Linked DNA regions of Ovis aries: region 1 is linked to region 2. Evidence: chromatin contacts called from public Hi-C data. All regions are on one chromosome and are shown on one strand. The core of a region is the stretch at or near the end of the contact, and the rest is flanking DNA. Distances in the headings are between cores, read along the strand shown. Region 1 holds the start of CCT8 (chaperonin containing TCP1 subunit 8). Region 2 holds the start of BACH1 (BTB domain and CNC homolog 1).

What was found. A called contact is a pair of places that touch in the nucleus more often than the background predicts.
Region 1: a contact with region 2 is called in a Hi-C map of liver, with 5 times the contacts expected there. The contact joins the promoter of CCT8 here to the promoter of BACH1 in region 2. A contact is called at or near these places in 3 of 16 Hi-C or Micro-C datasets (blood, liver and skin fibroblasts).

Annotation. Positions count from the first base shown.
Region 1 is chr1:127,696,747-127,702,852 of ARS-UI_Ramb_v3.0, reverse strand. CCT8 (chaperonin containing TCP1 subunit 8) reads right to left here and starts at 2,615. Exons shown (of 15, transcript XM_004002787.5): 1 at 2,497-2,615; 2 at 480-570. The coding sequence starts at 2,556. LOC105610396 (a long non-coding RNA gene) reads left to right here and starts at 2,818. Exons shown (of 2, transcript XR_001433837.3): 1 at 2,818-3,001.
Region 2 is chr1:127,428,334-127,434,224 of ARS-UI_Ramb_v3.0, reverse strand. It overlaps BACH1 (BTB domain and CNC homolog 1), which reads left to right and starts at 1,497. Exons shown (of 6, transcript XM_060403830.1): 1 at 1,497-1,570.

The DNA of each region.
Region 1 (6,106 bases), core at 1,366-3,865, 270 kb before region 2:
CTGCCAATTTCATATTTTTTCAATCAACTTAAATTATATTGACATGTACAAAGACTAAAATTATTTACTTGAAAGTGTGTTTTGCTTATTCCATAAATTTGTATCAATTAATTCAGTTGATGGGAAGCAAGAGAGAATTTTTCTCCCTTAAATTATGTCATTTTACTTAAGAGAACTATTCCACAGCTGTAACAATGGTACTACCTCAAAGGTGAAAGCACCATAACTTTTCTATCCTCTCAATAGGACAAAAAGTAACATTTTGATTACAACTTTTCTAAAAAGATCCAAACTGCTGATTAAAGATTAGGAAAACTGTACAGGAGTTACTGAACTGTGAAATGATTTTCAACACTACAGTGTATTATGGCTAAAATTCTCAATTTACATATAATATCCTCAAACAAGTTTCAAAGAACTACTACACAAAATTATATTATAGTACTGTATTTTTTTTTAAACATGAATTTAGAAATTACCATTTGGTCCATATGCTGTACGAGTTGTTTGGGCCAGCTCTTTGCAAGCCTGTATGTTCCTGTACACAGCCTCTTCTAATCCTGAAAAATGCTGTAGAAGAAAATTTCTGATTAGGCAGGACAATGAATCTCAATAATTTCTTCATCTGTAAAATAATAGTACCTGTCTCAAAAGACTGTTGACATTATCAAATGAGATTTATGTATGTAAAGCATGGTGTTTGGTGTTCCTATGATACCAGATACCATCCTAATTCACAGATTTGTCCACAAGTTGAATGAATAAGGCATGACATTTTTAGGGACCATGAGTACCTACTTACACATCAAAACATAAAGCTTAATTTTTTTTAGTTTAGTGAAAAGTGCAGAGAAGAGTGCTAAGCCTGATTAGAGAAAGCATATGAACCATTGCAGATTATAAAAATACCTTTCCAGAGTCTACCAATTCTTTCTAAAAGCCGAAATGTGGTATGAATGTGATAAAACCTGAGCACTGTAGAGTCAACAGGTCTATGTTCAAAGGGAATTAACATATTTGCCTTATACATTTTTAGAACTAAAGCATACAGATTTTGAATTCTCATTTGAACTGAAACAAACTGTTCGTTTGTACACATTAATTCCAACGTGTATACACTGAAAACTGAACTGCTCACAGTACTCAAATTTTCAAGTTTTACAATGAACTTCTTTTAGACATGGGATTTACTTGTGAGTCTCAGATAAATTTCAAGAGCCTACTGTTCATGTGAACATCTTTTTTCTTACTGTTTTAACAAGTCAAACTCACTTCATCCTCAGTGAGTTTGGTCCCTTAGCCTGAAACATTTCTGCCTTTAATCTTGGCCACTAAGCACAGAGCTGAGTTCTTTCCTTAACATTTTATTTACTGTTCTACCCCAAACTTTCCTTTATAATTTTTTTTTAGAGGCGCACTTTCAATTTCCTTTATCATTATTTGAAATTATCCTTCTGCTTATTTGGTCACTTATTTCTGCCTCAGAATAAAAAAAATACGGCCACTTCCCTTTTAAAAAAAAATTAGTTCATGTCATTTTCAGCAAAGCTCTTTCACCAATACTTACAGTAAACCTCCTTACCTACTAGAGTCACGTTATCCCCAAAGTGCATCCTCGCCAACAAGAAACCTAGTTCCCTCAAACTGTTACCACAAATGGAACCACAGTATCTACATTCGTTTAAGCACAGCAAGTCTGGGTGACAATAAGGGAACGCAACTATTTGAACCTAAGAGACACACTTACAGCAGTGTGTCTAAGACATTAAAAAAACAAACAAAAAACCATGCTGTTGAAATTACTTTCAAGATCTCGCCATAAAACAAAAGCTTTACTTAGCTCAGGGTGTCACTTACTCTGTTGGTTACAACTATTTCCGTCCAATCTCCCCAACTGAAAGATGAGGAAAGTAAGACCCAGAGGATTAAGTTTTACCTCAAGCTGGCTAAGTTCAGAACAGAGCCCATTGGGATTGTAACTAAGATTTATCCTATAATGCACTATTTCTGCTAACTAAATGGGGAGCTCGCCGTTTCTCATTTGCAAGAGTTGCCTCGTCCCTCTCCTCCCTGGACCACCCGCTCCTGGAACCGTTTCGCAGTACTCAAAGCAACCTCACCTACGTTATTTCACCTACTTCGCGCCCCTCAAAGGAGAGCCTCCTCACTCCCGTTTTACTGACGGAGGAAAAATGCAAAGAGCGGCCTTCACACCCTGTAAGGCTACAAAGCAAAAAACGCGCCGCCTGCGGCCTCGTCGTCCACTCGCCGTTTCTGGCCGCTTGCCCCCCTCTCCCGGGTTCATTTAAAAAAAAAAACTCGAAATGCCCGGGGCCCTCCGCGGCCAAGCTCTCCAGAGAACACCTCCGTTTCTGGAATCTTCTTTCCCTCCGACCGCTATGTCGGGTGGGCACGCCGGGCCCGTTGGTAGGCTTTTCTTCTTGACTGCGGCCGCCGCGGCTCTCCCACCTCACTCCCTCTTCCTCCTTTTCTTACCTTCGCTCCCTCCTTGAGCATCTGGGCAAAGCCCGGGGCCTTGGGGACGTGGAGGGCCATGACCAGTCTGCAGGGTGCCGTTCACGCGCCCTCTCAGGAGATCCTGGAAGAAACGAGAGGCGCGCACAGCTTCCTGGGAACGTAGCGTGCGGCCGGCTCACGCCCCTCCTTTCTCTTCAGCCGGTCCCGCCCTTTCCCCCGGCGGCCTAGTCTGTGAAGCCTCGCGAGAAGGAGCAGTTAGCGCCGCCAGAACTGAGTTGACGATTCTCGAGCTGGTCGATCGATGGGGTGGCTCGATCGGGCTGGGCCTTCTGTCTTCCTGCCGACGCACGCGTAGGCTGCCTGGCGGATGTGGCTCGCTCCCGGAGGTCGTTCCCTTCGCTTAGACTCATAGGCTCTGTGCTGGGGACTTTTGAATGTTGTCAGTTTTGTCCTTGAGTTTTGCAACTCCTTCCAAGAGTAGCTTCCGTGTAAATCTTCCAGAGCTTCCCACGATATCAGCCAGGTGGGCACCCCTTTTTTCCCGAGGCCGAGGATCTGCCTTCATCCTCCAAATCTGTGGTTGAACTTGCGCTCAGACTTGGGCCCTGTAGCAGCTCTGGGGACTTGAAGGTGATAAATGAAAATCTGAAAGGAAAACTACGTACTGAGTGCTCATATGTGCCAGGCCCCGTTATTTGCTTTATGTGCGGTATCTTAGCTAGTGGTCAATCTTTTATTAATTACTTTGCAATTTACAATTTAGTTTGTACAAGATCACAGCGCTAGTAGTGTTAAAACTAGGATTTCTACCCAGATTAGATTGCAAAATGCACGTTGTTAGGCAACTGTATTCCTCTTTCCTCCTTTTCTTTTTTCTTCTGTTTTTTGGCCGCCCCACAAGCATGTGAGATCTTATTTCCCCCGCCAGGAGTGGAACCCCGCCCCCCTGCAGTGGAAGCATGATGTCTTAACCACTGGAACACCTGGAAAATCCCTTTCCTGCTTTTTCTTGGAAATATAAACCCCTTTTACTTTCCCACAGTCCTTTAAAACCTGACCTCTGTGTCATCCCACATCAGCACATGACTGATTTCAAAAGACTGAATAATGGCAGAATACTTCAAAGAATAATTTCACACAGTGAAAGTAATCCACTCTCCTAGTAGAAAATATAGACAACTGAATAGAACGTTTGGCTTGTCTTTTGTTCCTTGGTCAGACACTTGCAAATGATTTATTTTCCTTAAATCGGGACAGATTTAGTGTGTCTTAAGGAATAATCAAATGTGTTACATGTACTATAACTTTTTCTAATTAGCACTTAAGTGCATAATTATGAAAAAATATTTTTGCGAGGCATCTCTAACCAACTGGTATGTGAACCACCTTTTGGGAAACATTCAGCGATCCTCAAAGGGTGGTCCAAGGACAACAGGAGATTTCCTTATGCTTTAGTCAAGAAATAAGTGAAAGTGAAATCACTCAGTCATGTCTGACTCTGCGATCCCATGGACTGTAGCCTAGCAGGCTCCTCCCTTCATGGGATTCTCCAGGCAAGAGTACTGGAGTGGGTTGCCATTTCCTTCTCCAAGCCAAGAAATCATCTAACTCAAAGAGAGCATTGCTTATAAACATAACCGGCAACAACAACAAAACTGAAAGAGATTAAAGATGACATGATAAAATTTTAATAATAATTAAGGTATCAAGTCTTGGTAGAGACCATGGTAGATAATTTGAGGATAAAACTATTGATGAATCAAATTTCCATGGAAAGTTTTAATAAAAAATTGATCTGGGGACTTCCCTGTCAGTCCAGTGATTAAGACTCCACTTTGACTGCAGGGGCTGTGGGTTTGATTCCTGTTAGGGAACTAAGAACCTACATTCCTTAGCAAAACTGCCAAAAATAATAATAAAAGTAACCATAATAATAACAGTTTGAGAATTGATATTAATTTTAGTAAATTAAAAAGGAAATGGGAATGATTAAATCAGTTAAAATCTTCTGTATGGTAATTGATCAAGAATTAAATTGATTTAATTGCTAAGAAGAATGCTTTTTAGATAAAAATTCATTTTGTATTACTTGGAGTAGATGATGTATTCATAATTGTGGAATTAAAAGCTCAAGGGCAAAATTTCCACTGGATCCAAATAGCCAAATATTCCTCACCCAGACTAAAAAGTAAACACACTCAATATGGCTCGGGGCCTGGGTCCTGGTCCCTGCTTGCGGCACCTGTATCTTTGCCCTGTTGGCCTTCCTCTCCGTCTTCTGGCCACAGAAGCCTGAATAGTTCATCCTGTCTGCTTTACCTCCACTGCTTCAAGGTCTCAGCCTCTGCTCTCCTCTACCTAGAATGCTCATCTGCTCCCCTTTGGCTGAGTTAGTTCTACTTCAGTAAACAAACACTTACGTTAGAAAGCCTTTGATGACTCCCAAGACATTCCCTGTGAGTCATTCTCACAGCTTCTGTGCTTCTCCTTCACAGCACTTATCCTGGTTATGACAAAATTTGTTGCAGTCTTTCCCAACTGGTAGATAGGCACTGTATTGCCAGCATATATCACTGGACGTTGCATGAAGCAGACTTAACGGATGGCTAAATGGGTGTCTGAGTGTTACTGAAAGGTGTGGGGCCTGGCTGCTCACTGCTCAAAAGCCAATAAACAGGCCAGGTCGGTGGAAAGGAAAGTTTGCTTTATTTCAGGTGCTGACAGCTGGGCAGGAGGGTGGACCTCTATCCCAAGGCCAACTCACCCCGCTGGCAGCCAGTGGGGCGAGAGCTTTTATAGACAGAAGAGGGCTACGTGCAGAAACATCACAGTCAGCTCTGACAGTCATCTTCAAGTTGGTCAGCAGTGGTCTGACCAGGGTCATCTTGGTTGTTTTAGGTACAATTAATATTCAGTTCTAGGGCAGATTTGTTTCCACTGTGTTCTCGGAATTGTGGCAGCCCATGTCATGGCTACAGTCTGGTCATCAGGTAATTAACTTCTCCACCTGGTAGGGGTTTCAGAATCTATAATAGACAGTTCACACGATATGGCTCAGAATGTTCTCTATAGCGCTAGAGAAAGAACTAAAGGTCCTTGACTATGCTTAATGAGTGCATTATTATTATTATTTGTTCTCCTTTGACTGTTTTCCTGTTTTCACATGTTCTCATTTCTCTGATTAAACTTATGCCTTGACTAAAGTTTTCCACAAACAAAAAGCAGGCTGAGGACACGGGGTGGAACAGGGAAGGCCCATCACGTCCTGCTCCATTCTATGAAGAGAAGACCAAAGAATTGGGAGATGAGGTTTCTAGTCATCTCTTTATATGCTGTGAAACCAGAAAACAACACAAAGCAATCAAGAGGGTTTGCTCAGGAGCTTGCAAAGACCAGGGAGACACAGTTCAGTCCCTAGCATTCTCTATGCTCATAGGAACATTTTTGTCCTGATTACTTTAGCTGATAAATCAGATGAGATTTGCCTTGATGAATGTATTGTCCTTATCGGATCACCCCGTCAGCTTAGGTGTTGGACCACCTTTCTGTCATTTGAGGCATTTATTCTGTGGATCCTATAGTAGGAAGAACTGTTTAAACATCTGGTCTGTTAAAGAACAAATGAAGA
Region 2 (5,891 bases), core at 248-2,747:
CAGTCCATAGGGTGACTTAGCACACATGCAGGCACGAACTCAGGCAGCCTGAAATGCCATCTGCCTTCTCCCTTTAGATTGTTGCATACAGTCTTCCCTCCTTGGCTTATAGGGTCCTATTCTTCAATACAAATGTCACCTCCTGTCCAAATTCTAGGTTACAGTCAATCACTTCGCCGATTGGACCCTGCACAATTTCACTCGTCATTTTCTCGTGTATTTTGGATATAACTCAAATGTCCTGTAGTCTCAGTCTGTGAGTACAAATGTAGTCACATTAGTGACAATATCTGACTTTTGTTAACTAGGTAGCCTTTCTTGCACTGGGAGGTGCAGAGTTGTCTTCCTTCCTACCCCAGAATGAGCCTTCACCTCCTGGTGCTGATGCTGTCCAACCATCAGTGTCTTGTGTTTCAACCTGAATCAAAAGCCGATCGCAAAATCCCAAGATCCGGCCTCCAATAGATCAGCACAGTGAAAGGGACACTCGGGTCTCCGGTTAGATTCGGAAGTGTAGGCTTTTTGTCAGGTGGGCGTCTCTGCCCACAGTCAGTGCTTTGAATTGCAGAGATGTCTACTTAAGTAGACTGGGGACTTAATTTTAACGCCGACAGCTGGATAAACACCAGAATAAACAGCAGAAGAGATGAATGTCTGACCTGGGGCCGAGATGAGCTGGCTGACACCACCAGAACACTGAACCCGGTTCCAAATTTCCTGGCAGCCACGGCATAAAGGGGACACCTGCGAGCCGACGCTGTTGTTTTCTCTGTCAGACACCAGGGCTGCCAGATGCTTTCTACAAAATCTTGGGTGCACTTGATGCATCTTTATCAGCAAGCTCAAATACCTGCGAACCTGGGCGCCCCGCCACACTCAGGAGAAGGCAGAGGAGCGTGCTGCCAGCAGCTACCTCTGATGGGGTCTGGTCTGGGGAGAGGGACGTGGGCCGGCGCTAGTCTTCTCCTCCTGGTGTCCGCTGGCACTCGACTCCGGGTGTCCAGGCAACACTTCGAGAGAGCAGGCCATCAGGCTTTTCCTTTCCTCTTGAAGCAGGGAAGGAGGAGATGATGGTCCTCAGGTGTTGTTTTGTTTTTTTTTTTCAGACAGCGGGCTATGCCTGCAAAGGGGCGACGCCCGCGGAGGTTTCAAAGACACCATCGCCTGCACTATCCTGCCATGCCCGGTATCCGCGTATGGTCCCTCCCTGCATGCCCGTCCGGTGGGCTTCGGGCTTCAGGGAGCAAGCTGCAAGGACCCGCAAAGCCCGATTCCCGGCCAGCGTGTGGGGCGGGCTTTTCGGGAGGGCGGGGTTTAGGCGCGCTGGAGCGGGAGGGGCGGGGCTTCGCGAGGTTGGCCTACGGGGCGGGACCTCCTGAAGCGGGTGGGCGGGGCTTCGGCCCCGGGAGGGGGCGGGGCGGTGGCGGCAGCGGCTTCGGAGAGAAGGGAGGGGTGGGGCGCGGAGGGGGCGGCCGGCCGCGGGGAGGGAGTGAGTCACCTGATCGCTGCCCGCGCGGCCGGTCGGGCTTGCTGGCCGCCGTCAGTCGGGCCGCGCCGCGCCTCGGCTGTGGTGAGTGGCTCGCCCGTCCTGAGCGCCCTTCGCCCGGAGGGTTCGGCGCGGCGGTGGCGGGCGGTCGGGGCCGTCGGCCGGTGAGGGGCGATCTTCGAGCGGGTCCGGAGGAGGCGGCGGAGGGGAGGACGCGGGGCGGCGGCTCTCTGGGTCTGGGCGGCGGGCGCGGGGGGCCTCTGAGCGGGGCCCGCGCGGGGCAGCTCGGGCTCGGTTTCCTGGAAGGGGCCGCGTCCGCCGGAAGGGGCGAGCGGCCCGGCGCGCCGCCGCCAGCGCCGCTGTTTACGGGCCGGCTCTGTACTTTACCCGGCGCCGCGGGGCCGGGGGGGGCCCTCCGCCGCTTCCCGGGCGCACCCCACCCCCGCCCCGATGCCGCGCGCGGTGCACCCGGCTGTGACACCTCAGCAGCGCCCGCCCCGGCTCCGTATTGTTCTCCGCCCACCCTCGGCGGCCGCGGCCCGCGAGCTGTCGGCCTCCCTTCTTCCCAGCCTGGTCGGGGGTAGCCGGGGAGTGTAGGTGGCGCGTGTGATCGCGGACTCAGAAAGGCCGAGTCGGTGGCTGGAGCACAACCACCACCTTGCGGGGCTGGCTGGGTTTAGCCAAGACTGGTTTAGGGGGTAGCCCCTGGGGGATCCCAAGACCCTCTCCCCACCCACCACCCACCCTCTTTGTTGGGAGTTTTGCCCAGCAGGCTGTAATCAAAGGCTCCCACAGTCGGGTGAGAGTGGGTGTTGCTCGTAGAGACGCCAGCTTTGTGCGTGTTTCAGGCGAGTGCCGTCGCTCGCGCGTCCTTGCGCGGCAGTTTTGTGTCATTGAGTAGAATCATGCAGAAAGGCTTTTGTGCAAAGTGAGCGTTGGGTTCGGGCTGATTCCGAGGTACAGCGTAGTAGTCATTGTGGAAGAAACTGCGTGTGGGAGAGCAGGGGGAAACAAGCTGCGAGATCAGGCTCGGCGGAACAAAGGCTGTTTTGTAGGGACACCTTGTCTTTTGGGGGAGAATTCTGTCAGTATCGGGTGTGGAGGGCTAGATCTTGGGTTGCTGTGTTTTGACAGTCCTTATAGCCCGGAGGGGTTTGCCTGTCCGGCGGCAGTTCCGAATAGTAAAGGGGTGGAAACAGCCGGGCGTGCGAGTGACGGAGCGCGATTGAGCGCTTCACATGGTCAAGCAGAGAAGTGGGAAGAGGCCGGCTGGCTTCTTCCTGGTCTTGGGTAGTGGTGCAAGGGCTGGCTGGACTGGAAAAGGCTTCCTACTTCAGCCTTTGGAGTAAAGAAAGATGTTAGTCGTTCAGTCGTGTCTAACTCTCTTGTACCCCGTGGTCTGTAGCCCGCCAGACTCCTCTGTCCGTGGAATTCTCCAGGCAAGAATACTGGAGTGGGTTGCCATTCCCTTCTCCAGGGGAATCTTCCCCACCCAGGGATCGAACCTTGGTCTCCCACTTTACAGGCAGATTCTTTACCATCTGAACCACTGGGGAAGCCTGGGGGCGGGGCGGGGCGGGGTGGGGGAGACACCTGGTGAGTCAGCTTGCAGTAGGACGGCCTTGGTTTAAGTGATAGCCTGGCATCGTGTGTGATTCTTCTTGTTTAACCTATAGCCGTGTCAAGTGCTTTACTATTGTTCAGTTTGTTGGTTGGCTCGCAAGGTAGATGACTCCTTAAAAAGAAAGTTGGGCTGCTGAGTCATTCGCCCCAGCCTGAGAGGTAATTAGGAACAGCTGGTGCCGGTACGCTCATCACATGCCTCCACTATAAAAGGCCAAGGAGCACTCCAGAAGGGTTGCCTCAGAGGCCCGAAGCTGGGGTTGTGTGTGTGTGGATGCAGGTAATCAGTGGGTGAGGTGCCAGCACTCTTAGGAAGAGGCCAAGTAATGCTGAGGTGGTGTTTAAACACAGAGCTGCCTCGTGACCTACTGCCTGAGAAGTTTGTGCCAGTGAGAGCTAAAACAGAGGAAGAAATGTGCAGCTAGGAGTCACCTCCCAACAGTACTGTAACAGAAATATTCATTTCTCTTACTGCACTCAGGGTTTTTTGTTTGTTTGTTTCCCTGTGGTTTTGCTGTTGTGTGGTGTATACATCTCAGAAAATGCGCTTAATCTGTTCTTCATGAAGATTTGGGTAGGAGAATGCCAAAGGAGCCTGCCTCCTGGTTTTTCGTGGACCCTGGCTTTTCAGGCATTCAGTAGTAGTTTCTGGTGGAGGAGAGGAGGACGTGGGTGGAATTAACAGGTCTCTTTGGGTCAAGTCTAGAAAGCGCTGACTGATGGAAGGCAAACCATATGGCTGTCTGTCTTATTGTCTTAAGAGTGATGACGCTGGTGTCTTTCCAAGTTGGATCATTACTTATTGCTTTAAAAAAGAGCCCAGGACCCAAGCATACAGTCCCTATTGTCTACAAAGTTTAGGGATGGGAAATGTGAACTGGGAGCAGCTGGCCCTTATCTGTGGTCACAAGAATGAATCTTTTTTCTTTTTGATAGGCTTTTATTTAAGATATTTTGTAGTAGAAAATGGTGCTTTATGTTTGCAACTAGAAGAGATTAGAAATCATGAATTTTTTAGGGATTTGGGCTTCTAAGGTGGGTGCCAGATGATTCATTTGGAAGAAAATAATAAGCCCTTGGATTTTTTTAAACATCACTTCTATAAAATAAGAAAGACATTAATTTTCAAGGTACAGACTAACAGTAGTACATGCATGTTTTATAACGTAGATTTTTTTGCATGCCCCCCTCACCCCGTTGGGAACATAAAGAGTTTGTTAACCACTGTTAATAGTACTCTTTCAACAACTAGGGTGTTGTTTTTTTTTTAAACTTGTGATTTCCTCTTGAAAGCTATCATTCTTTCAGATGTTCTTAATTTTTATTTCACATGTAGTTTTTTTTTCTAATCCTGTATATTAAAGATTTAGAAGCTTGAGGGTACATTTCATCATTACATTGTTGATGTTGAGAATGGAAAGAACAAAAAGTGCAGAGTTGCCCATTACCTATGATACCATGTATTTTGAATTTGGAGACAAGTCAGGAGGTTGGTTTGTTTCATGGATAGGATCTGAAGTGTAGTAATAAGTGAAAGAGTATAATGGGACCACCGGAAAATAATCTGCACACTGGAGTATAATTTGTATGTAACATATTCTTTGAAAAATTACTTTGTGCTGTTACTTCTCGAAGTCTGCATTTTTAGGGGGCCAAGTTTACAAGGGGCCCCTTTAACAAGGGTTAAGGAGACTACATATTGAGCAGATCACTTGGAAAGTGGCATTTCTCCCCTTAGGAGAATGTGATTTACTCAGAAAGTCAGCCTTCTAGGCATGCTGGGGGATGGTGAGTATTTACCATTCAGTTAAAATCTTGTAGGCCATATGCCTTTTGCACTCCTGTACTGTGAGAAGTGATGTTGAAAACCCCTTTAAATGGCCAGTTGTCAGATTCTCATCACAGTGCTGATCCTCTCCAAGACTTAGGTTTAAGGAATCATCTCTTCCTTCCAGCTTTCTGACCAGTGTTTCTGTTAATGGTGGAATCGTCCTATCCCTAAACTCAACTTCCTGAGGCTTCCATGTAGGAGACATAAGAGACGCAGGTTTGATCCCTGGGTTGGGAAGATTTCCTGGAGAAGGGAATGGCAACCCGCTCCAGTATTCTTGCCTAGAGAATCTGCATGGACAGAAGAGCTGTACAGTCCGTGGGTCACAAAGAGTTGGACATGACTTAGTACATGCATGCACACACTGCTAAATGGTGTATTTTATACGGTGGAATGGATGACCTATGAAACTATTAAAAAAAAAATATGCCAAATAAGGTAATCTGCCCAAGCCCAAGGTATGGGTAATTTGAGCACTAATTGCCAGAATCTAGGCCCCTTGGAGAAAGCAAATGTTTCATGACTGCAGATAAAATAGAGCTGTACGCCCACCATGAAACCTGGGCTTCTGGCTGCCGTAGTATTGACAGAACTGAAGTGGTGGGTCTGATCACTGTACAGTTGACAGAGAAGCAGTAAGCAGAGTTACTGAAAGTGAGTCACCTAAAGCCAGACTGCTGAAGGTCAAGTTCTTGCTCCGTTACTTACCTGCCATGAAGCCTCAGACAGGTTACTTCACTTAGTCGTGTCTCCTTTTCTCATCTGTAAAATGGGATGATGATAATATAATCTGCGTCATAGAGGTGGTTGCAGATTAAGTACATTAATATGTGTTAAGTGGTTAGAACAGCGCTGGCTCCACGGTAAACATCAGTATGGTTGGTTGTTACTGTCTGTTCTTTAGTTCATTGAAGTACTTGGTTGCAGTCCCATCTTGCTGCCTCCTTGAGC